Regions from separate parts of the Mus musculus genome. Here all the other regions are linked to region 3. Evidence: chromatin contacts called from public capture Hi-C and promoter capture Hi-C data. All regions are on one chromosome and are shown on one strand. The core of a region is the stretch at or near the end of the contact, and the rest is flanking DNA. Distances in the headings are between cores, read along the strand shown.

Region 1 (3,239 bases), core at 266-2,765, 2.5 Mb before region 3:
CCTCCTACAACTAATTTTGTCCCTTCATAAAACCAGTCAGTTTTCACTTTGCCATAAACACACACAATACACATACTGTTGGGTTTTTTGTTTTGTTTTTTTGAGACAGGGCCTCACTATGTTGCCCAGTACTGAATGTAACTATTAACACCAGGCTGGCCTCCAAACTCTGAATCCCAAGTCCATACTTTAAGTATGTTTAAAGCACTTTAAAGTGACTGTCACACCACTCTATATAATGCAAACTATCTTCTGGTTACTTCAGGATGTAAGTGATTACATAAATGCATCCCTAAAGCACATCAGTTCCCTATTTCCAGAAAACAGTTAATTGCTGTCAAAAAAAAAAAAACCTCACAAATCAACATCTCATTTATGGAAAAACAATGCTTGTTCACTGAGTCTGCAAGATTAACACCCCCTCATACAGTATAAAACTGTTAGTTCCACTTCCCCACTGTTATATTAATCACCTTAGAAATACAGTTATACAAGTTCAAAAGGCAAAGAAACTGAAAACCTAGCTACAAATTCATTTCTTAAGTAAAGCACGAAGATGTATTTTTTTTAACTCCAAGTCATGTAAGTAATCTGAGAAACCTGTCAATTCCTCTCCTGAGTAGGTCAATCTAAGTGTACCCCATCCTGGGAATCCAGCTGTTAATCCTGCAGTCAATTACCCCTCTATAAATAGCTCGGTCTGGTTTATAGCGGCAGGCATTTTGTAATTTCAAAATTCGTTACCCGAGAGAACGTCAGAGTAACTCGGTAACAGGGAGTCCGCCTACCCTTTAACTCTGCAGCTCCCCACTCCCCTCCCCCGCCCGGGTCATCCAAGCATTTTCCACTTAAAAAAAAAAAGCCCCCCCCCTTTCCCTTGACTGGGAAAGGGGGTGAATAAACGGTTCGGTCAGGGGGGGGCGCTGCGACCCAGGGGGAGGGGCCGGACAAGCAGCGCCTCCTCGTGTGTCTGCGCCAGCGCCTGACCCCCGCGGGGAGCCGCGCTCACCCGCCCCGCCAGCAAGCCGGCCATCGCCTCCCCAACCCCCCTCAACCAACAAATCCACCGCCGCCCCCCCTGCCGCGCGCGCGCCCTCCCTGACTCCTGCGCAGCCGCCACCGGGAGGGAGGGGGGAGGGGGCAGGCTCTGCGCGAGGCCTACTAGGCCGCGCCGGAGCCAGGGCCTCGCGTGAATGCCCGGGCAGGCAGAGTGAAGTAGTAGACGCTCATGCGGGTCTACGAGAGGCCGAGGCTCCAGAATAGGGCCGGAGTCCGCCAAGAAGGATGTCACGAGTGGAAGAAGAAGCTATTGCCGGCGGCGGAGCAGAAGATTTTAAGCTTACCTGGAGGCGCGAGTCGACTGAGGGGAAAAGGGGAGCGGGCGGGAAGGGGAAGGGCGGGAGGCCGGGGGCGGAACAATAGGGGCGGGCGGGAAGGCGAGGGGGGCCCCGCTAGCGGGCGGAGGAGGGGGGGGTGAGGAGGAGGAAGGGGGAGAGAGACCCCGGGGCGGGTGGAGGGCGGCGGAGGGCGGGCGGGCGGGCGGAGGGCGGGCGGGCGGGAGAGGGCGCAGGCTGCGGCTGCTCCGGCTGCTGCCTCTGCTGGTCTGGGAGGGGGACGGGGCGGAGCGGGCCGCTTTCAACCCCGCGCACCCTTCGACCCCGGAAGCGCTAACCGCCCCGGGGGCCGGCGAGTCGACTGCGTCGTCCACACTTTCCCCACGCAATGCGGACCGCCTTCCCGGAGCCTAGAGCGGCTCCTTGGACAGCGTCGGCACCAGCGAGACGGCCAGTAACCAGCGGCGAGGTCTGAGATAGAGCGGCAGCGCAGAGGCGCGGAGGATACCAGTGGCCTCTAGCGGAAGAACTGGAAAGCTCAGGCCTAAATACGAAGAGGTGGCCAATGCTTTGGGATCAAGATAGGAGGGAGGGAAAGGAAAATAACAGTTGTCTAAAATAAAAAACGAATGGCCAGACTGAAAGTGTCAGGCAAACTGCTTACTCTAAAAATAATCCACTTTAGTGAGTGCAGAAGAAATGAAAACATCATTATTTTGCAGCCCAGATACTGAATCAGGCAATAATAATTATAATAAAGAATTAAAACGTAAAAGAATGTTCTTAAATCAGACGGTGGTGGTACCCAACTTGATTCCAACACTGGAAAGGCAGAGTCAGGAAGATCTCTGAGTTCGAGTCCACCCTGGTCTACAGAGTGAGTTCCAGGACAGACAGGGCTTTTTAGAAATCAAAAGAAAGAAAGAAAAGAAAAAAAAAAAGAAAGAAAGAAAAGTAACTTTAAAACTTCACTGTATTAGGACAACATTGATCATGTGAATATCTCACTATTATATAAGAAGTACTGTATAATCTAGAATTCCTGCCCAAATTGGTTAATCTTTTTATTAAGTCTAATTATCCATTTATAGGAACGAAAGAACAAGTTAAACATCAGTACAAGAAGGTACTCTGTGGCCAAGCACAGTGTGTGATACAAGCTGATACCATTGGGGAACTTAAGGATGACAAAGGTGAACCTCAGGCCACCTTGGACTGTAGAGCAACGCTGCTTTATTGTTGCCTGTTGCTCCTTAAAAAAAAAAAAAAAAAAAAAAAAAAAAGACATCTTGAAAACACAGAATTTTGTACACAACACAAGACAACTATCCTGGTGTCTTTAAAAAGGCAATAAACCTTTTTTTAAACGGTTTGTATGTGTGTATACAAACTGAGTGTGTGTGTGTGTGTACTTACACCACAGCAGGCAGGAAGAAGTCAAAGGAGGATTTTCAGGAGGAGTCAGTTTTCTCCTTCAACCAAGCGGGTCCTGAAGATCGGACTCAGGACATCAGGCGTGATGGCAAACGCCCTTTCCATCGCACTGGCTGTTAGGACTGGGACGATGTCTCAATAGTTCTCCAACTGTTCTCCCAGAGATTCAGTGTTCAATCACCAGTACCGACATAGGATCTCACAGTTCCATGGGATACAACACCCTCTTCTGGATTCCACAGGCACTTGCACACAAGTGGTGCACATATATACATGGCAGGTAAAACCCATACAAAATAAATAGGTACATCTGTAAGGAGTCCGAGGCACATGCAGGTAAAAGGCAGGCAGATCTTTTGAAGTCAGCCTGATCTACATGGCAAGTTTCAGGACACTGAGAGCTACATAGTGAGATTCACTCTCAAAAATCAAACAAAAACAACTTGTTCTTACAAAGGAGCCAAGTTCAGT
Region 2 (3,549 bases), core at 419-2,918, 2.4 Mb before region 3:
CCAAATCTACATGATGATTCAGAACCATCTGTAACTCCTGTTCCAGGGGAGTCCAGCGCCCTTTACTGGCTGCTGTGGACACTGCATGCATGTGGTGCACATAGGTGCATACAGGCAAAACACAAATTAAAAAAATATTTTTAAAAGCCCCTTATACTCCCTGTATAGTACTACAGGTGTGCATGCACCACCATGCCCAGTGACAAAAGTGCTCTCGAGGAGGAGGGTCAGGCTCAGAGTCAGTTTCAATTAAAGGCTAGGTGAGTCCATTTCTTTGGGTGTCAGGTGAGGCAGAGCATCATAGATTCAGGAGCAGGTGGAAGAGTTTGCTTATTCATAATGGCCAGGAAGCAGAGAGATAGCAATAGCAGGGAAAGGCTAATACCGTTCCTGTGAGTCTCACCATCCCACACTTCCCTCCCATTTGTCTATTCAGATTTTGAGCTCACAATTGAATTAAGTTAGAATTAAACCATCTAAACATCTCTCTGTAGTTCTAGCCCCCCCCCCAACCCCTTCAGTTTCAGAAAAGGTCTCAGGAGAGCATGGTGGTAGATCTTTAATCTCAGCACTCTTGGGAGATAGAGGTATGAATCTCTATGAATTCAAGGTCAGTCATGTCTACATAGCAAGTTCCGTGCTAGCCAGAGCAACATAGCCATACCCTGCCTCAAAATAAAGCCTAGGGCTGGAGAGATGGCTCAGCAGTTAAGAGCACTGACTGCTCTTCTAGAAGTCCTGAGTTCAATTCCCAGCAACCACATGGTGGCTCACAACCATCTGTAATGGAATCAGATACCCTCTTCTGGTGTGTCTGAAAACCATGAGAGTGTACTCATATAAATAAAACAAATCTTAAAACAAACAAACAAACAAACAACAAAGCCTAAATAAGACAAAGTCAGGGTGGTATGTATCTCAAGTTGGAAGAGAACTATGGAGTGGACATTCAGTGATCCTCCTGCCTGTACCTCCCAATGCTGGGATTACAGATCGGAGTCAACGGTATTTGGAGGCAGGGGCTTGCTACGCAGTCTACACTAACCTTTTATTCTTGTCCACATCCTGTAGGCATTACAGCCTTGGGCCAATATGCCCCACCAATGTCTGGTTTGTGTGTATTTTGGTCCAATCTGTGTCATTTTGCTACTGGTAGTTCAACGGTGCACTTTTGGGGTTATTGTAAGGATTATAGAAGCGTTTGTTAGTGATATACTCGGGAAAAGTTACTGTCCTTCCAGTGTCCGTCTCTCTCTTTCAGGACGCCTTACCCTGTGAAGTCCGTTCTGACTGTCCTCTAAAGTCTTTTTTGTTTTTTTTTTGGAGGTGGGGGGGCGGGGAAAGCTCACTGGTAGGATGACATCGTCTGTATATTCCTCAAGGATATTTACGGGGGTTGGAGAGTTTAATTAGGTACTTTCCTAAACCTGGCTTATTTTGGGCTTTTTCCGTACTAAGTAAGTGAGTGGGAGACGCTGCTGGGGATTCAGAGTTGGAAAAAACAGTAGTCTTACAGGAAACAAACCAAAACCAAACCGCGGCGCTCCTTACGCCACAGGTCGGTCCTCGGACGTGTCAGCGTCGTGCCCGCTCCGTACGCAAGGGGGCGCGCCAGGAAGTCCCGGAAGTCCGTCCCGAAACCCGACTCGGAACTTTCTTCCTTGCACTTCCGTTCAGCTTCGCGCAGTCGTTTGTCCTGTACGGCTACCCGTCCTCACACGAATCTAGCCCGGGAACTAAGATTCCGGGGAGCGCAGTCGTCACCAGCCGGGAGCCTGTCGATTCCAGACGCTCTCCGGACTGGCAAGATGTGCTCCCTGGGGTTGTTCCCCCCGCCGCCGCCTAGAGGTCAAGTCACCCTGTATGAGCACAATAACGAGCTGGTGACCGGCAACAGCTATGAGAGCCCGCCTCCCGACTTTCGGGGCCAGGTGGTCCGGGTGGGAACGCTGCGGTGGGGATGCGGAAAGTGGGAATAGAGGCGACGCGGCGGGGCTCGCTCACAAGTGATTGGGAACGGCATGACTCCCACAGGAGACTGGAGAGAACGAAATATATTTTAGGGCCTGTGTTACCCAGTTAGGCATGCCAAGGCATGTGAGGAGGTTCTAGGAGGGGTAGAGAAGATGATGGATGCCGTCCATCAGGTCTTCTCTAGTGTCAACCCTGTGAAAAACGATTGTGGTTTGCAGATGAGGACTGAAAATTTTCTGTCCCACAAGTGTTACATTTGTGGGTATGGGAAATGGGGCCGTGGAATCTCTTATGCCATAGGTTGGAGATGGCAAGGAGTTCTGTTAAGATTTGGGGAAGAGACTGACTGCCTCCCTCTCTTCTGAGGTATAGTGGATCAATCTTCCTGTCCTACACCTGACCAAGGATCCCCTAAAAGCCCCAGGGAGGCTGGACCATGGTACAAGAACTGCCTTCATCCATCACCGTGAGCAAGTGTGGAAGAGATGCATCAATGTTTGGTGAGGCATAGCAAACAGTGGCTTAAATAGGCCATGGTCTACCGAGCCTGCTTTGGGCAGCTCTTGAATGGCTGCTTATTGCAGTCTGTGTCTTCATATTACCACAAATCATATTAGGTGATCCATTTTTATTGTAAAACTCAAGGGTGTACCAGAAACCTCATTTATCCCTAATAGCTTGGCTTGATTTTACAAACCTGCTCTCAGCACCGACCTCATTTGCTTTTATCTGAAGCTCAGGAAAGTTAGGAAAAGGTTGAATTGATTCGTTAATATGTAGGACATGTAAGAATTAAAGCTGTGCTATCTTTTTTTTTTTTAACTGTACGTTTGGAAAAGTTACATAATTACTCTGTCCTAAAGCCAAACCCCTTTAAACCATGGTGACTAAATAGATACAAAGCACATAGAAGCATTTCCTGGCACATTAATCCCTTGATGTGTTTGCCATCCCCATTATTATCATTGCCATTATCTGTAAAAAGAATCCCTGGTGCCGGGCGTGGTGGCTCACGCCTTTAATCCCAGCACTCCGGAGGCAGAGGCGGGCGGATTTCTGAGTTCGAGGCCAGCCTGGTCTACAGAGTGAGTTCCAGGACAGCCAGGGCTACACAGAGAAACCCTGTCTTGAAAAAACAAACAAACAAAAAAAAAACGAATCCCTGGCAATTATGTTCCTGGGTTCATGAGTTTGCTTGTTACTTTGTGAGTTGTTGTCAAATAGCCTTTTATCCAAATTTTACATACAGGACTTGGGGTATAGCTCAGTTGGCAGAGTGCTTGCCTGGCATGCAGGAAGCCCTAAGATCAGTAACTAGCACCATGTAAAACTAGGTATGATTGGTACATGTCTGTAATCTCACACTAGGCAGGAGGAGCAAAAGCACGTGGCTATTCTTGGCTACATTGCAAAATTGAGGCTAGCCTGGACTTCATGAGACTATCTCAAAACCAACCAACCAAACCAAAAGCAAACAAAACAGAAACTGGGCAGTGGTATTGTGGTGATGGTTAAATTGCCTATGGAAGCACCTAGCCCAGTGCCTGGTATGTTATAGATGTATTTGTTGATATA
Region 3 (3,375 bases), core at 358-2,857:
TTAAGCGTCTTTAACGCCTAATTTTTAGGATCCCAAACTTATCAACTGAAAGGTAGATCAGTAATGAGGGAAAATGAGTATAGAAGATATAAGCAGTTATTTGCTTAATATACAATACACGTGTTTGTGTGAAAATGTCCTTATGTAACACAATACCAAGTACAACGAATATACACAATGAAAAATAAGAATTGCTTATTTACTTTATGCCAGACTACCCTAAGATTCTCCCACCACCACTCTGAACACTCTTTGCCCCTAAGTTAGCCCCATCTTCCAAGTCCATTATACAACCTGTGATTCCGTCTCTCATGAAAAGATTCTTTTTATGGGCATAGTTAACAAATGCCAAGTTGCAAAGTTGCAGCTTTGCTGGATTGACGTTTTCACAATGTAAGAACAATATGATCTGGAATCTACTCAAAGCATTTGCCAGGCAGTCAGCTGATGCTCACTCAACACAACCGGGCAGAAACGAGAGAAATTAAACTTCATTATTTGTCTAAGACAGGTAATCACTACCTTGAAATCTCAAACAGGCGGACGGTAGACGGTCCAATAGAAACGGTATTTCCACCGATCCAACACCACCACAAAACCCCGGCTTCACCTAAGTTTCTCTCCTCCTTTGCAATTTTCCTTGTAACTGGCCCCGAACAGGTTCGCGGAATCAACCCGCACCACGCAGCCGCAGCCCGAGTAACTTTTACAAAAGGTCAGAGCGGTGCCTTTCAAGGCTTCCGACCCCTGTGGGGCTTCGCCGTTCGCACCAGCTCGCTTTCTCCCCCCGCACCCCCCTCGAACGTTCCAGAGCCGGCGGACGCAACCCAACAAAATTTTGGTGCAGCTTGGGGGGTCCGGAGGTGGGGGGAGCGGGCGAGCTTTCTACTCTCTTAAAAAAAAAAAAAAACAACAACAACACGCCCCTCCCCAGTTAGCGAGACAAAACCCCACCGCGCCCGCAGTTCCCCTTCTCCCGCGCTCCCACATGTTGCTCGCTCCGTCCCAGGCGGCCCCGCGAGGCCTCGCTCACCCCCAGCGCGCCCACCTGATCGCCCTTTCTCCGCAGGCTCCGCCCCCGCCGCCCGCCCGCCCGCTCGCCTCCTTCAGGAGCTCCATATGGGACACCCTCGGCTCCCTCGGCTCCTCACGCCACCTCAGCCCAGCCCCCGACGCGCCGCCTTCCCTTTCCCTGCCGCCGGGGGCCTCGACCCACACAGGCTCCTCGGGCCTGCGGAGGGCACAGCGGGGCTGCACGGCCTGCACGGCCCAGGTGCTGTGTCAGCCTCTCGTCGGGCTCCGCGGCGTGGACGGCCTGGAAAGTCACATGGCGGTGGGACCGGCCCGCGCCCCGAACACTCCGGCTCTTCTCAGAGCCCGACCGGGCGACCCGAGCCACTCACCTCAACGAAGAGCAACATGTCTGCTTCCGCTCGGCCCGATCGTTCACGCTGCCGCGACTCCAACTGGCTCCCAGGCCCGGGCCCCGGTCGGTAGGATAAGGACACTCGCCTTGCCCCTCCACCCGGCAGTGGACCCGGCTCCTCCCCCGCCGTCAGCCGCTGCGCCCTGACCCGCCCAGTCCCTCCTCCCGGGAAGCAACAACTGTTTCCGGTTCTGGAGGAAAACTGCTTCCGGGGGCGGAGGGCCTGCCCGCCCCTGTGCGTGCTTCGCTCCGGCAGGCTCGTCTGTGGCGGCGAAGGCGAAAGTGTGTGGTACGTGTCGCGTGTGGGTCGACGCCCGGGAGGCCGCGCCGGGCTGTGCAAAACGCTCACTAAAGCATTTGTACTTTCTACCAAAAAGCTGACACCGCACTGCTAACCCTTGCGCAGATTCGTGGTTAAAAACCTAGGTCCGATTAAAAAGCGACCGAGTGCACCCGCCCCTGCTGATGACGTACTGGCTCCTCCCGCCCCTCATTAGAAAAAAAAAAAAAAAAGCTGAAGAGGGAGCTAAGATACTCTTCAGCTACTCAGTGCTTGTACTTTACTAAGCATTTTGCATAAGTTAATCTTAAGACCCTATGAATGTATTGTTGGAGGAGTGCTGGAACAGTCAGATTCCTTTCGCTACAACTTTGATAAAACTTTAGCCCAAGCCCCTCGGAATCAGGTCTCATTAACATAATGATGCTCCGCTGTGATGCTTAATGCTCTACTAAAAATAATTAGCCTAGATCTCTTCTTTATTATGTTTTCATAGTCAAATAAAATAGTATACAAATATTTAATTATTTTTACTAGAGTTATTCTTCCTCTACCAGTCTCTATTGCTCCAGTTTCAAACACTTTTTTTTTTTTTAATTTAAAAAAACATGAGCCGGGCGTGGTGGCACACGCCTTTAATCCCAGTACTTGGGAGGCAGAGGCAAGCGGATTTCTGAATTCAAGGCCAGCATGGTCTACAGAGGGAGTTCCAGGACAGCCAGGGCTACACAGAGAAACTCTGTCTCAAAAAAAACAAAAAAATAAAAAATTTACATATATATATTTGTGTGTGTGTGTGTTTCCGTTTTTTTGAGACAGGGTTTCTGTGTAGACTAGGTTGTTCCCGGAACTCACTTTGTAGACCAGGCTGGCTTGAACTCACAGAGATCTACCTATCTGCCACCTGAATGCTGGAACAACACCTTAAAGTGATGTTTTCATTTCATCAACTCTTGCTTGTTTTCTTGTTTTTTTTTTTTTTTTTTTTCCCCACTTTGAGACAGGGTTTCTCTGTGTAGATCTTGGCTGTCCTAGAACTCACTTTGTGGACCTGGCTGGCCTAGAACTCAGAAATCCGCCTGCCTGTGCACCCCCACCCCCACCCCCACCGAGTGCTGAGATTAAAGGTGTGTGCCACCATGCCCAGCCCTCTTTATCTTTCTTAAAAATTTATTTTCATTCTATACATATGGCTCTTTGCCTGCAGGCATGTATATGCTCCCTCCTGCATGCCTGGGAACTGAACCTGAGTCCTCAACAAAAGCAACCAGTGCTCTTAACAAAAAAGGTTAGACCATCTCTGCAGGCCTAACCTTTCAATTCTTTCCTTTCTGTTTCTTTTGCTTACTTTCTCCCTTCCCCTCCCCACAAGTCTACCTCCCCATGACAACATCTTTCTGTGTATTCCTGGCTGTCCAGGAACTCACTTTGTAGACCAGGTTGACCTCAAGCTCAGAGATCCTCCTGCCTGTACCTGCTCAGTGATGGGATTAAGGTATGCACCACTACACCCAGCCCCAACTTTCTTTTTCTTAACCCATATAACCCCCTTTCCTTTGCCTCACAAGAGACTCACTTTCTTACATTGCCTCTGCTTCCCAAGTGCTGGGGTTAAAGGCATGCGCCACCACGACCAGCCATTACTATTATTTTTTTAATCTCAATCATT

What was found. Promoter capture Hi-C pulls out the DNA fragments that hold promoters and counts their contacts. Capture Hi-C pulls out chosen DNA fragments and counts their contacts.
Region 1: a promoter capture Hi-C map of embryonic stem cells shows a contact between it and region 3, with 4 times the contacts expected there. The contact joins the promoter of Pcbp2 here to the promoter of Larp4 in region 3. A contact is called at or near these places in 2 of 39 promoter capture datasets (embryonic stem cells and hippocampal neurons).
Region 2: a contact with region 3 is called in a capture Hi-C map of macrophages, with 7 times the contacts expected there. The contact joins the promoter of Aaas here to the promoter of Larp4 in region 3. A contact is called at or near these places in 4 of 39 promoter capture datasets (hippocampal neurons, liver, neutrophils and 1 more) and 1 of 9 other capture datasets (macrophages).

What each region holds. Positions count from the first base shown.
Region 1 is chr15:102,468,908-102,472,146 of GRCm38.p6, reverse strand. It overlaps Pcbp2 (poly(rC) binding protein 2), which reads right to left and starts at 1,515. Exons shown (of 15, transcript NM_001103165.1): 1 at 1,344-1,515. It overlaps Gm36331 (a long non-coding RNA gene), which reads left to right and starts at 1,651. Exons shown (of 2, transcript XR_384469.3): 1 at 1,651-1,892; 2 at 2,426-2,706.
Region 2 is chr15:102,348,878-102,352,426 of GRCm38.p6, reverse strand. Aaas (achalasia, adrenocortical insufficiency, alacrimia) reads left to right here and starts at 1,668. Exons shown (of 16, transcript NM_153416.2): 1 at 1,668-1,931; 2 at 2,347-2,474. The coding sequence starts at 1,809. Gm36246 (predicted gene, 36246) reads right to left here and starts at 1,600. Exons shown (of 3, transcript NR_155425.1): 1 at 1,515-1,600.
Region 3 is chr15:99,971,012-99,974,386 of GRCm38.p6, reverse strand. Larp4 (La ribonucleoprotein domain family, member 4) reads right to left here and starts at 1,607. Exons shown (of 16, transcript NM_001024526.2): 1 at 1,404-1,607. The coding sequence starts at 1,421. It overlaps 2310068J16Rik (RIKEN cDNA 2310068J16 gene), which reads left to right and starts at 1,100. Exons shown (of 1, transcript NR_028124.1): 1 at 1,100-2,220.